2 separate regions of the Pan troglodytes genome follow, and region 1 is linked to region 2. A link is a contact called in public HiChIP or PLAC-seq data. All regions are on one chromosome and are shown on one strand. The core of a region is the stretch at or near the end of the contact, and the rest is flanking DNA. Distances in the headings are between cores, read along the strand shown. Region 1 holds the start of PCDH1 (protocadherin 1). Region 2 holds the start of ARAP3 (ArfGAP with RhoGAP domain, ankyrin repeat and PH domain 3).

Region 1 (6,390 bases), core at 849-3,348, 200 kb before region 2:
ACAGCTTCTCAGCTACAGCCAGTCTCAGGTGTGCCAGCCTCATATCTATAGCTTCAGGCCCAACAGCTTATCAGTTACAGCCCTCCCTCAACATGCACACACACACCCATATACACACAGCTTGGCGATAGTTTCTCAGGTAATCTTATTGGCTATAGCCTAGGCACACCAGCATCAGAGCACTGCAACAGTGTCCTAAGTACAATCAGAGGCAGCAGCCTTGGTGTTACAGTTCCAGGCCCTACAGCATCCTAGTTCACTTAGCCACAGCCCATCCCAGGTACACGGATATCACAGCAAGCACCCCAACCGTTCCCATACCCAGCATCACCCTGGTTCCAATCCCTGGCCACAGTCTCAGCTGGAACTCAGGCACCATCAGTTTCAGGAGCCTCCCCCAATGCTTCACTTGCCAAGCAGGTCCTCCTCCCACTTTGGTACAGGGCCAAAAGTCTGACTTCTCTCCTCTTCAAATGCCACCTCCCTTGCTCCCCAACCATCCTCCCAGTCCCTGCTTGCTCACCTGCCCTCTTTCCTGGGGAAAAAAGGCCCCAATTCTCATATCTACATTGCCCCTGACTCAGGGGCACAGAGCCCAGCCTGGCAGCTGGGGTAGGAGGGGCTGGGGAGCAGGGAGAAGAGTAGGCACACCCTGGTGCTGCTGCTCTGGCCCAGTTCTGCTCCTACCACTTGGTGCAGAATTTGAGTTTGATGGTGGTGGAGCAGGGAGGATGGAGGCGAACATCTGGGAGATTAGCATTTCCTGCCCAGCTCTGCGGCTGCTGATCCTGCTCAGCCCTGAGCAAGGGAGGAGAACAGAGGAGCCTTTGAATGGCTCCCAGCAAGCAGACCAGGGAGGGTTTGCTGCATTGGGCAGCGGGCACACGCTGGGGGCAGGGAGACCGGGGCAGCTCTTCTGTGGAAGATTTCTTCTCTCTGGGCCACTGATTCCCTCCTCGGAGCTGTGCTCAATGATGTGGAGAGTATGAGCTTTCTAGAGACAGAAAGAAGCTACTTACAGAACAGACCCACCCCCCTCTTTCACCAGATAACCCCATCTCCCATCTAGAGCCCCGCCCCTGGGCTCCTGGGGCTGAGGGATAGAGCAGGGCCCAGGTCAGAAAAGGAGTCCAGTTAAGCAGGGCTGCTCTGGGAGAGATCTTGGACAGACTTTGCTTGCTCTCTTAGCTAACCAGAGATTCCACTTTTACCCTGAAGAGCATCCCACCGAGAGAGGCCAGAGCTGAGAAGAGAAGGAAGTAGAAGAAAGAGGAAAGGCACAGAAGAGTGATAGGAATAGGAAAATGGGGAAGGACAGAGATGGGGAGTCAGAGGCTATGGCAAAAAGAGGCCCAACAACTGGTCATCCCATAACAAGAGCCTTTCCTCACCCAGCACTAGGCCTGGCTAGGGATAACCTTCCTCATTCTTTTGACCTAGAACACTCTGCCTGGGCCTGCAGGCGAAGAAGGCAGGAGGTCCTGTTGAACTGGGACACTTGGTAGCCTGGGTTACCAAACCGCAAGCGCAGGAGAGGGAGTTCCCAAGCTACTCAGAGACCTCTAGATGGCGCCAGAGAGCCAGAGCTGAATGGGAGAAACCGAGTATTGGAGTGTGTGAGACACTGCGTGTGACACCGTGTGTGATTTGGTGAGTGTGAGTGTGATAGGGAGCGTGTGGCACTGCGAGGGCGTGTGACACAGGCCGTGACACTGCGCGGCCTCGCGGGGCAGGGACCCGGTGACTGTATAATGTAAGTCACTGGCAAATACGTGTGGCCGCAGCACTACGCCGTGCAGAGGGCAGGTGATCAGGGGACCCTCGAATAGCCTAAGCTCAGGAGCAGCACTTCGTCTTCACGCTTGTGTATCTTCCCCATCCTCACTCTAGAGCCCCCGGGTCCCATTAGCCTCCTCCTCCCACGGTCCCCTCCATAGCCCCACCCCCACGGCTTACTGCGGCCACCGAGGCTGACCGCTCTGCGGCTTCGGCCGGAGGGGGAGGGGTGGACTTTCCCCGAGCGCAGCGGGAAGGGAGGGCCACACAGGGTGATCGGGGATCTGGGCGGGAAGAGGGTGGATATGGAGGAGCAGGTGCCCAGGGAAGAAGGCGCTGTGGGAGACACTTCCCTTGCCTCGACTTCCCAGGGGGCAGACAGAGCTGGGGACAGGTGTTTGAGTAGGGTAAGGAGGGGAATCCAGGAGCGGTCCTAGATGGAGGCTTGGGTGGGATAAGTGTAAGGTGAGGCGCAGAGGAGGGGACGGCCTGTGTACTGGGCCTCGGGCAGTGAAGAGATGGCAGAGGGAGGGGTCCAGGCTTTGGGGAGCGGTGCTCGGGGTCCCCTCCCAGCCGGACCGGAGCGGTCCCGAGCTCCACCTCCCGGCCGGAGGGGGGGAGGGGGGGCGGGGAGGCGGGCGGGCCGGGAGGGAGGGGGGAGGGAGGGGGCGGGCCGGGCTGTGCGCTCCGCTCTCTGCTGGCTCCGCCGCCGCCGCCGCCGCCGCCGCCGCCGCCGCCGCCGCCTCACACACTCGGGGAGCGGGAGCGCGGCGCGGACGCAAAGCCGCCGGGCTGCTGCGCCCAGAGCCAGCCGGAGCCGGAGCCCGAACTGCAGCGCCAGCCCCAGCCGTGCGGAGCCGCAGCCCGGGCCGGGGCCGGCGGCGGCTCATGGACAGAGGGGCGGGCGGCCGGCGCTGCCCGGAGGCGGGTAAGGATCCGGCGGCGGTGGAGGCAGCAGCGGCTTGGGGCCCGAAGCGGTCATGGCCGGCGGGAGCTGAGGGAGGGGCGCTCGGCGGAGCGAGGCCGCGGGGGCCCAACCCGAGCTCGGCGCGAGGGGGCTGAGGTGGGGGCTGCTGGGAGCCCAGACTAGGGGATGCGGCTGAGGGATTCCGTCCTCCCAGGTCCGCGGCGAGAAGCCGAGGGAGGGGAGGGGGTGCTGAGCAGAACCCTAGTCCCCGCGTCCCGAACCTGGGCGCGCTCGGAGAGACGGGGATAAGGAGACTCCAGGAGCGCGCGGCGTGGAGGATGGGTTTGGGGAAGCGCGCGGCCCCCAGTTTGGTGGGGGTCTCCCGGAGGACGGAGCAAGCAAGGACCCTTGTCCACAACACATACATACACACTTGTTGGGCAACTAGCTCGGCTCACTCAGCCGCTTCCAGCTTCCCGCGGGCACCCAGAGGGCCAGACCGTGGACATATATACACACATACATACATCCGTGCATATGTGCACACAGACATACCTCCCGCACACCAGCGCCCACTGGGGCACCGTCGCCAGCTCAGAATCCGCTTCAGTGCCTGCACGATCAGCAGCACCGACACACAACCCGTGGCTTTACAGAGCAATAACACAACCGGGTGTGACACCCCGCGACGTGGACACACAAACACAATCTCGTGCCCTCATGTACGAGTGTCACAGCCACAGTTCACTACATGAACCCTCAAAACCTAGCCACCCCCCACATTCCTTTAAGGAACACACCCTAGCATATATCATCTCACCCATTTCTTGGCCAGAACATAGGTACACAGCACAGGTCTCCTTGCACCCCTCTACTGCACCCACACAAACACACAACCCAGTATCTCAGCACACGCTTGATGGCACACACTCTAACACAGGAATTGGCACCTACAGCAGCGCCTCACGGTCACAAACACAGAATCCACTGCTTCACCCATCTTAACACTGGGTGTCACACACACCTTAAACCAACAGTGTCACATTACATTACACCCTGCAGCGCATACACACAAACACACACACTCCGTTCCTCTCTCTCGGAGTCCAGATTCAGGCAGGAGAAGCCGCCGGGGTCGCTCGGCGAGCCCCAAGCGCCCCGCCACGTTAATCGCGACATTATTATTGTAAATATCGGCACAGCGGGAAGGCTGGGCCGGCCTGCCGGCTTCCCAGTCGGCGCCTCCCCAACCGCCACTCCCGGGCCGAACCGGCCGGTGTTCCGGGAACAAGCTGGACCTGGCTGGCAAGCCATCCCGCCTCCCCGGAGCTCTGGGGCCCCAGGTTCCTTTGTAGAGGGTGCTAGCCTGGGACGGTGATTGCGACCCTCTTCCAGCCATTTAGCTGAGTTTTCTGAGCCACCTGGGTCTCCAGCACACCTGGGTCCCGCACACCTGGGTTCGTCTCACACCTGGGCGCCCCCTCCGCCTGGTCCCCGCTGTAGGCCAGTGTGTGCGCGGGCAGGCCCTGGAGCCAGAACAGAGATCGCGGCAGGCATAGGAGCAGAATTTGTAGGCGAGGTGGTCTCGCACCCCTTCCCCCCCAGCTACCCTCTGTAAGTCAGAATTCTGGCCTCAGTTTCCCCAACAGTGGTCGGCTACTATTTCTTCTGCCAGGAAAGACTGGGGGCGGCACTGAGGCCTTGGAGGACTGAGCGTAGGGCAAAAAACTCCCTCTGCTCGCCACGAGAGGGTCGGTTTTATGAGAATGTCCCCGCCTAGCCGGGTTCGCGGCTTTGTGATTCCGGCGCCGGCTCCCTCCCCGCCCCCTCCCGGCGCCCGCTGCGCTGCTCGCGACGGCTCCGGCCTGCGGGGGACCCTAGGCCGAGGCCGGAGATGCCGGGGAGGAGGGATTCCCCGCGGTGGCCTGGGTGCGGGGGGCGCAAGGGCTCCCCCAACTAGCCGAGGCGCGTTCTCACCACGCCGCGCCCTAGCCTTGCCTTGGGTTCCTGGAGGCTGGGCGCTGCCGGGGTGGGGGTGGGGCCGCCAGAGCCCAAGAAACTGCCGCCGTCCCCCCTGCCACCCCCTAATCCCCGCAACACACACACACACTCGGCGTCCTCTGGGAGGAGTCGCTCCGCGCGCTGGGTGTGTGCTGGGAGCGCCCGCTGACCAAGGCGGTGCGGACTGGGGCTGCTTGGGTCGCTTCGTGCAGGAAGACGCCGGGAGGCTTCTAGCACCTGCTCTGGGTCAACCCTCGGGAGCTGCCAGGGAAGGGGCCGCCCAGAAAGTTTTTCTGACAAGCCGGAGGTCTAGCTGTGTTTGTAGGGGGTGGGGGGCGCGGGAGTAGGTGGGTGTTACTTTATTGACGTTAGGGTCTGGGGGAATTGGAACCTGTAATTACAACTAGACTAGGGCATGGGGTGGAATCGAGGGGAGAGGCAGACTGGCCCCCAGAGGTGGCCAGAGGCAGTGTGATAGGGAGGCAAGTCTGGATTCAGTTCTGGCCGCATTTAGTTTTTACCCCTTCTCCTACCCACCTCCAATTCCCAATTCCAAAAGGGACTTCAGCTGGAAGTGGGTGTCTTGCTGGTCTGCCATCTTCTTAGCAGAGGGGCTGCTGCTGCGGCTACTTCTGCAGGGGAGCTGGGCAAGCGATAGTAAGCTAATTGCTGAGAAGGGGGTTGAAGGGCCAGGAGGGGGCCGCGAGGGTGGGGGAGGAGCTAAGTGGGAATCAGGGTTCGGGGAGGGGTGTAGGGAAAGAAGAAGGTGAGGGCTGCCCCTGCCGTGAGCAAGGATAGTTGGTGCAGAGATTCTGTTCAACAATGTATTGAGCACCTTTTATCTGCCAGGGCCCATGGTGGGTGGTGAGGATGCAGTAGTAAGAGACATACCATCATTGCTTTCATAGGACTTACCAACCAGCGAGGGATTGGCTTGTTTATCCATCGAACCAAGGGGCACCCACTGTGTGCCCGATGCTGGAAATAAAATGGTCTATTCAGCAATTGGAAGACTTAGGAAAAAAAATGATTTGTCCTTTACATGTAATGTAAATAGACCTTAATGTAATAGACCTTATAGGCATGAGATCTCATTTAATTCTCCCAAATAATTTCAAGAGGCAGGTTTCATTATTTCCATTTCACAGTATGGAAACAGGTTCAGAAAAGTAAATTCACTTGGTTAATGTCACACAGCTAGGAAGTGGTGGAGCGAGGGTTCTAACCCCAACGATCTGACATGCAGGTGCCCAGAAGCCCTGCAGAGGCTAATAGAGGGTTGTGGGAGAGAGGGGAGAGGAGCTGAGGTCTGCACACTTGCTCTCTGTGGGAGGCTTCTGTTCAGCTCCACCCCACGCAACCCCATTTGCTTCCCCTCTCCCCGCGACAGTCCGTTTGTCCCTTGGTGTTTTGTGCCCGCGGCAGTGACCGTTGTGTAACAGTGCTGGGGTGAGGGTGGGGAGTCAGAGCTGACCTGGCTACTGGGACAGTGGTGGCTGCCTCTGTGTGTTTTTTCTCTGGCCACAGCACTCAGCAAAATGGACCTTGGTCCCCGGCGTGGGCTGGAAGTGAAGTTTCCGGGTGAACTCTCACCTCTGTTGTCATCCCTTCCCAGATGTTGACACAGACGGTATTTCCTTCAGCTTTTCTGGGACTCCGTCCCCTCCTTATCCCTTACTCCTACACCCCTGACGGCACTTCTGCTC
Region 2 (6,113 bases), core at 58-2,557:
TGCTCCCTGTCTCCTTATATGTAAAATAGAGGTGATAAAATTTCCTATTTGTAGGGATATTTGTGAGGATTAAAGTTTGCAAAGCAATGTTTACATAGATCCTGGAGCACAGTCAGCTCTCAATAATTGGTAGCCCTTATTATGGCTATTGCAATTATTATTTTATTACTATAATTCTCTTTCTCAAAGGGAAGGCCGGGAAAGTGGGGCTCCAGTAGGCTGAAGATGACAGTCCCTCCCCTAGCTGAGGCAGCTGGAAGAGGTGGGAACCACTTCCTCCCACTCCCCTCTTCTTCCCCTGAGGCAGGGGTCTTCCCCTAGCTACTGACAGTTCCTGTGTCTGCTGACTCACAGCCAACTTCCTCTCATACAAACAGGAAAACACAGCCGGCCAGCGCCCCCGCCACCCCCAACACATACACACATACACACATACACACACACACACACACACAAACACCCCCCCCCCCAACCCAAACACTGGTCCTGCTCAGAGAGGGAAGTGCCTCCGCCCCCGGGAGACAGGCTCCAGGACCGGGGTTCCGGCAAGATTAGCGAAGGAGAGAAGGGCCATTCCTCCTCAGGCCTCCCCGGCATCCCCCCTGAAATTTTAGGGTGGGAGTTGGGGAGAAGGGGCGGCTTCTCCCATGAATGAAACAGCTGCTTGCTTGGTCACTGAGCTTGCAGGGCGTCCGCCTGTCCCAAAAAGGCAGCCCCAAACCTTGGTTTGGAAGTAGGGATGTGCCTTGCGGACCTTCATCCCTCGAAGGAACCTAGGCCGGGCCCTTGGGGATGGAAGTGGGGAGAAACAGACGGGTACCCCTCTGCTGGGCCTCTGCGCTTGTTGCCCAGGCCAAGTCTCAATTCTGGATGTCCAGCTTCCGTCCCCACACTAAACTAGTTGCCAGGGTCCAGCCACCCTTCTGGGCGTGGGAGAGGTGCCCTGGGGGATTAGGGCTCGACCTTTCCTCCTCCCTTTTGGCAGGACTGGAGGGCATGGGAGCAGCGGAGAGGATGCAAAGCCGTCCCTGGCACTCTCCCTTTCTCAGTTTCTACCTCCGTCCCAATCTCCGTCCCGGTCTCTGCCTCTTTGTCCCTCTCCCTGAGGTTGTCTTCGTCCCAACGTGTTCTGGTCCTTTCTCGGCCTGCGAGAGGGCAGACTGGGGGCAGACTCGGAGATAAGCGCGGCGGTTGGGCAAGAAGCCCAAACCCTTTGGAGGCCTGCGCTTGCACAAGGAGTGGCCGGGGCCCCGCGGAGGGAACCGGCCGGGCGGGGCGGGGCTGGGCCCGTCGAGGGAGGGCAGAGGGGAGGCGGGGCCGGCGCGGCGGGACCCAGAACCTCGGACGAGCGGCGGGCACCCGCGAGCGGACGGCGGCCGCGTAGTGAGGTGAGGATCCCCGCGCCCCCCGGGTCCCTGCTTCCCAGACTCCTCCCCATCACCTTCTCGAGGGCCTTCGTGGGCTCCCAGGCCCCCTCGGCGCCGGCGGCCCTCCCCATCCCTGCCACGACCCGCCCCTCCCTCCTGCTGCCCGGCCTCTGCCTCATCCCTCCTCGCCCCCTCCCTCGTCGCAGCCTGCGCTGCCCGCCACTGCCCGCCCCGCCCCCGCCACTCCTGTCCCGCGAGCACCTCAGCTCCCAGCCCCGTGCTGTCGAGCCCGGCCTGAGTCACCGGGAAACCGGGCCCTGAGTCAGGGCCCGAGGCTCAGCACGCGGGCCCTGGCTTGGGAATGAGGCCCAGCTGGAGAGAGGCAGAGGGAGGCCAGCAGTGATGCTGGGACGGAGAGGGCGTCCTGGTCATCGACAGAGCACAAGAGTAACAGGGAGAGAGCCTAGGCCGAGGCGGAAGACAGAAACCCAGGCTCAGAGGCAGACAGAGACACAGATACAACTCAAGATCTGGTTAGAATTGTAGACTGAGTCAAGGACAAGCTTAATGACAGAGAGCAAAACAGGGTGGGACAAGGAGAGGGACAAAGAAGAATTGAGAGGTTGAGATGGAATGGGGCAGGGACAGTGACAAGGCAGAGATAAAACTCAGGGGCCACAGAATTAGAGACAGGTCTATGAAATAGACCAGGGTCAGGGTCGGGGTCAGGCTGGTGGAAGGGGGACAGAGCACAGAGACCTGAGCCCAAGGGAATGAGCAGGGAAAAGGCAAGCTCAGAAAAGGAAGGCTTGGAGAAAGCAGAGGTGGGGGGATGGCATTTCACACTGCCAAATCGCTACAGGGCATGTGCACACACAGGTGAACAGCATGTGAACATGCTGCCGGTGGGCAAAGAGTCCAGAAGCCTCTGGAGTACCCCTGACCAGAGGTCAGGCCTCATCTCTCTGGCCTGGTTCTCCATCCCCATCCTTATTCTTCAATTAGCCTCCACCCAGGGCCGGGACCCCACACATTAGGACTGGTTAGGGCTCTCCCGGCAGCCTGACCAAAGCAGGCAGGATGTGGAGGCGGCCAGGGCTGGAGGGACAGGAAGGAAGTCTGAGCAGAGACAATAGGTGGAAGGGGAGGAGGGACTGGGAACAACCAGGATTAGGATGGCAGGCCTGCATACATCGGCTCTGGAAACAAGAGGGAGGGGGCGTCTGCACCTCCTTCCTCCTATCTAGGCTGCCCCTCTCCCCACCTTACTCCAGAGCTGATTGGCCACATCATTGGCCCCTCCTCTGCATCTCCCTATCCCACTGTGCCCCACAGCATTCTAGCATCTTGTCCCATGCTTACTCAGTTGGATGTGCAGTCAGGCAGGAGCAGAGCTTTGACCCAGACCCAGGGTGGGCAGGAACTGAGGGGCCAACTCTAGCACTGACTTACTGTGAACCTGGGGCAAGCCCCTTCCCCTCTCTGGGCCTCAGTTTCCTTAACTTCAAATGAAGTCCCTTCCCTAAGTAGAGAGCCATTGCTGTTGTTCTGGGATGGCTCTGCTTCCAGATCGCAGGCCTTTCAGCATCTTTCTTTGGAGGAAGATTGGAGGCTGGTGCTCACTGTCCAGGCCTCAGACTCTGGGGCAGGGAGGGGGATTCTCAGCCTGAGCCCTCCCTTCACCCTGCCCCTCCCCCCAGCAATGGCCTGAGCCCCCATGGCTGCCCCTCAGGACCTGGACATCGCTGTGTGGCTGGCCACGGTGCACCTGGAGCAGTATGCAGACACGTTCCGACGGCATGGCCTGGCTACAGCAGGTGCAGCCCGGGGCCTGGGCCACGAGGAGCTGAAGCAGTTGGGCATCAGCGCCACAGGGCACCGGAAACGCATTCTACGCCTGCTGCAGACAGGCACCGAAGAGGGCTCCCTGGATCCCAAATCAGATAGTGCCATGGAACCATCCCCCAGCCCAGCCCCGCAAGCCCAGCCCCCTAAGCCCGTGCCGAAGCCCAGGACCGTGTTTGGTGGACTCAGTGGCCCTGCCACCACTCAGAGACCTGGGCTGAGCCCAGCCCTCGGGGGACCAGGAGTGTCCAGGAGCCCAGAGCCCAGCCCAAGGCCCCCTCCTCTCCCCACTTCCTCCTCTGAGCAGTCTTCAGCCCTAAATACTGTGGAGATGATGCCTAATTCCATCTACTTTGGCCTGGACTCAAGAGGCAGGGCACAGGCAGCTCAGGACAAGTGAGTGGAGTTGGCTCCCTAGGGACTGATGCTGGGAGGAGTGGGGAGGAGAGCATGAGGGGGACTGAGGCGGGGAGCAGGGCATGAAGGCTTGTTCTTCCTCCTCTCTCCTTAAGTAACCAATAGACCTTTCCATTCAGGGCCCCAGACAGCTCCCAAATCTCTGCCCCCACCCCTGCCCTCAGGCCCACAACAGGCACAGGTAACTGGGTTATCACGGGTTGGGGGAGAGGGATAGTGCCGGCAGGACCTCATACACTCCCAGCGATCTCCTCTTCCTTGTGCGTTCCCCTCTCCTCCTGCCAGTGCACATCATGGATCCTGGTTGCCTGTACTATGGTGTCCAACCTGTGGGGACTCCAGGAGCCCCCGACAGAAGAGAGAGCAGAGGTGTTTGTCAGGACAGGGCTGAACACAGGTGAGTACTAAATAGGGAAGTGGTGGGAGGGAGGAGCAGGTGAGTCGGTGGCGGCCATGTATCCAGTTATTCAACAAATGTGCATTGAGTATTCACCAGCCAGGCACTCAAGATACAGGATGAGTATCACAGACCCAGTGCCACCCTCAGGCAGCTTGTGACTCAGTGGGACAGACAGGGAATAAAACAAGTAGACAAACCAATGGTCATATAATGGAAAATTGGGAGAAGTGCTTTTCTTTCTTTCTTTCTTTTTGAGACGGAGTCTTGCCTTGTTGCCCAGATTGGAGTGCAGTGGCACAATCTCGGCTCACTGCAACCTCCCCCTCCTGGGTTCAAGCGATTCTCCTGTCTCAGGCTCCCGAGTAGCTGGGATTACAGGTGCGTGCCACCATGCCCGGCTAATTTTTGTATTTTTAGTAGAGATGGGGTTTCGCCATGTTGGCCAGGCTGGTCTCGAACTCCTGACCTCAGGTGATCCTACCTCCTTGGCCTCCCAAAGTGCTGGGATTACAGGCATGAGCCACTGTGCCCAACCAGGAGAAGTGCTTTTCATTTTTTCATTCAACAAATATTTATTGAGCAACTATCATGCACCGGATGTAGATGCTTGGGATAGATCAGCGTACACAGAAATCCCTGCCCTTGTGGGGAGATAGTCCATTAACAATAAACATAATACATTAAATACTATAGAACGTTAAAAGGTATTAAGTGCCATGGAAAAAATAGAGCAGAGTAAGAGGGCTGGGGGGTTGGCTGGGCATGGTGGCTCACACCTGTAATCCCAGCACTTTGGGAGGCTGAGGCAGACGGATCACCTGAGGTCAGGAGTTTGAGACCAGCCTGGCCAACAGGATGAAACTCCGTAAAAATACAAAAATTAGCCAGGTGCGGTGGTGGACGCCTATAATCCCAGCTACTTAGGAGGCTGAGGAAGGAGAATTGCTTGAACCTGGGAGGTGGAGGTAGCAGTGACTAAGAAAAAAAAAAAGAGGGCTTGGGGGCAAAATGGGTGGACTGCAATTTTTCATTTACAGTTAGCGGAGCGTTAAGAAGATGACATTTGATCAAAAACTTGAAGGAGGTGAAGGAGTTAGCCATGAAGATAACTGGGGAAGAGTGCCCCGGTAGGGCAAGTGATTGGAACAGAGGCCTCAAGGCGGGTGTGTGCCCAAGGGGATCCAGGAGCAGTGAGGAGGCCAGGCCATCTTGGCTGGGGCAGGTGGGCCACGGTGGGAGGAATGGCAGGAGATGAAGTCAGAGAGGTAAAAGAGGCCAGATAAGGGTCGGGCACAGTGGCTCATGCCTGTAATCCCAGCACTTTGGGAGGCCAAGGTTGGCGGACCACCTGAGTTCAGGAGTTTGAGAGCAGCCTAGCCAACATGGTGAAACCTCGTCTCTACTAAAAATACAAAAAAATAGCCGGGCGTGGTGGTGGGCGCCTGTAGTCCCAGCTACTCAGGAGGCTGAGGCAGGAGAATGGCGTGAACCCGGGAGGCGGAGCTTGCAGTGAGCAAAGGTCGTGCCGCTGCACTCCAGCCTGGGCAACAAAGCAGGACTCCGTCTCAAAAAAAAAAAAAAAAAAAATAGCTGGGGGTGGTGGCACACACCTGTAGTCCCAGCTACTAGGGAGGCTGAGGCAGGAGAATCACTTGAACCCGGGAGGCGGAGGTTGCAGTAAGTCAAGATCATGCCACTGCCCTCCATCCTGGACAACCGAGTGAGACCCTGTCTCAAAACAAAAACAAAAACAAAAAACGAAACAAAACCAAAAAAACAAAAACAAGAGGCCAGATAAGGGACTTTGGCTTTTACTCTAAGTGAAATGGGAAGCCATTGAGGGGTTTTGACTTTATAAAGGGATCCCCCTGGTTGCTATGTTGGGAGTGGTCTGTAGGGGGCCAAAGGAGAAGCAGAGAGACCAGTGGGGAGGTTTTTGCAGTAATGTAGGTGAGAGACCTCAGAGTGTAGTGATAGTAGTGGAGATGATGAGAAGTGGCTTTATTTTGAAGGCAAACTGTCAGATTAACTTGGGATGTGAGAAAAAAAGAGCAGTCAAGAATGACTTTGAGGGCTTCCATCTG

What was found. HiChIP or PLAC-seq counts read pairs in DNA pulled down with a chosen protein or histone mark.
Region 1: a contact with region 2 is called in an H3K4me3 HiChIP or PLAC-seq map of stem cell-derived excitatory neurons, with 7 times the contacts expected there. The contact joins the promoter of PCDH1 here to the promoter of ARAP3 in region 2. A contact is called at or near these places in 2 of 7 Hi-C or Micro-C datasets (induced pluripotent stem cells and stem cell-derived neural progenitor cells), 1 of 1 datasets of contacts at active chromatin or transcription factors (stem cell-derived excitatory neurons) and 1 of 1 other capture datasets (stem cell-derived neural stem cells).

Annotation. Positions count from the first base shown.
Region 1 is chr4:139,593,849-139,600,238 of NHGRI_mPanTro3-v2.0_pri, reverse strand. It overlaps PCDH1 (protocadherin 1), which reads left to right and starts at 2,098. Exons shown (of 5, transcript XM_009449838.2): 1 at 2,098-2,183. It overlaps LOC104006583 (a long non-coding RNA gene), which reads right to left and starts at 2,060. Exons shown (of 3, transcript XR_008548089.2): 1 at 1-2,060.
Region 2 is chr4:139,398,127-139,404,239 of NHGRI_mPanTro3-v2.0_pri, reverse strand. It overlaps ARAP3 (ArfGAP with RhoGAP domain, ankyrin repeat and PH domain 3), which reads left to right and starts at 1,307. Exons shown (of 33, transcript XM_009449832.5): 1 at 1,307-1,388; 2 at 3,100-3,608; 3 at 3,749-3,810; 4 at 3,915-4,026. The coding sequence starts at 3,319.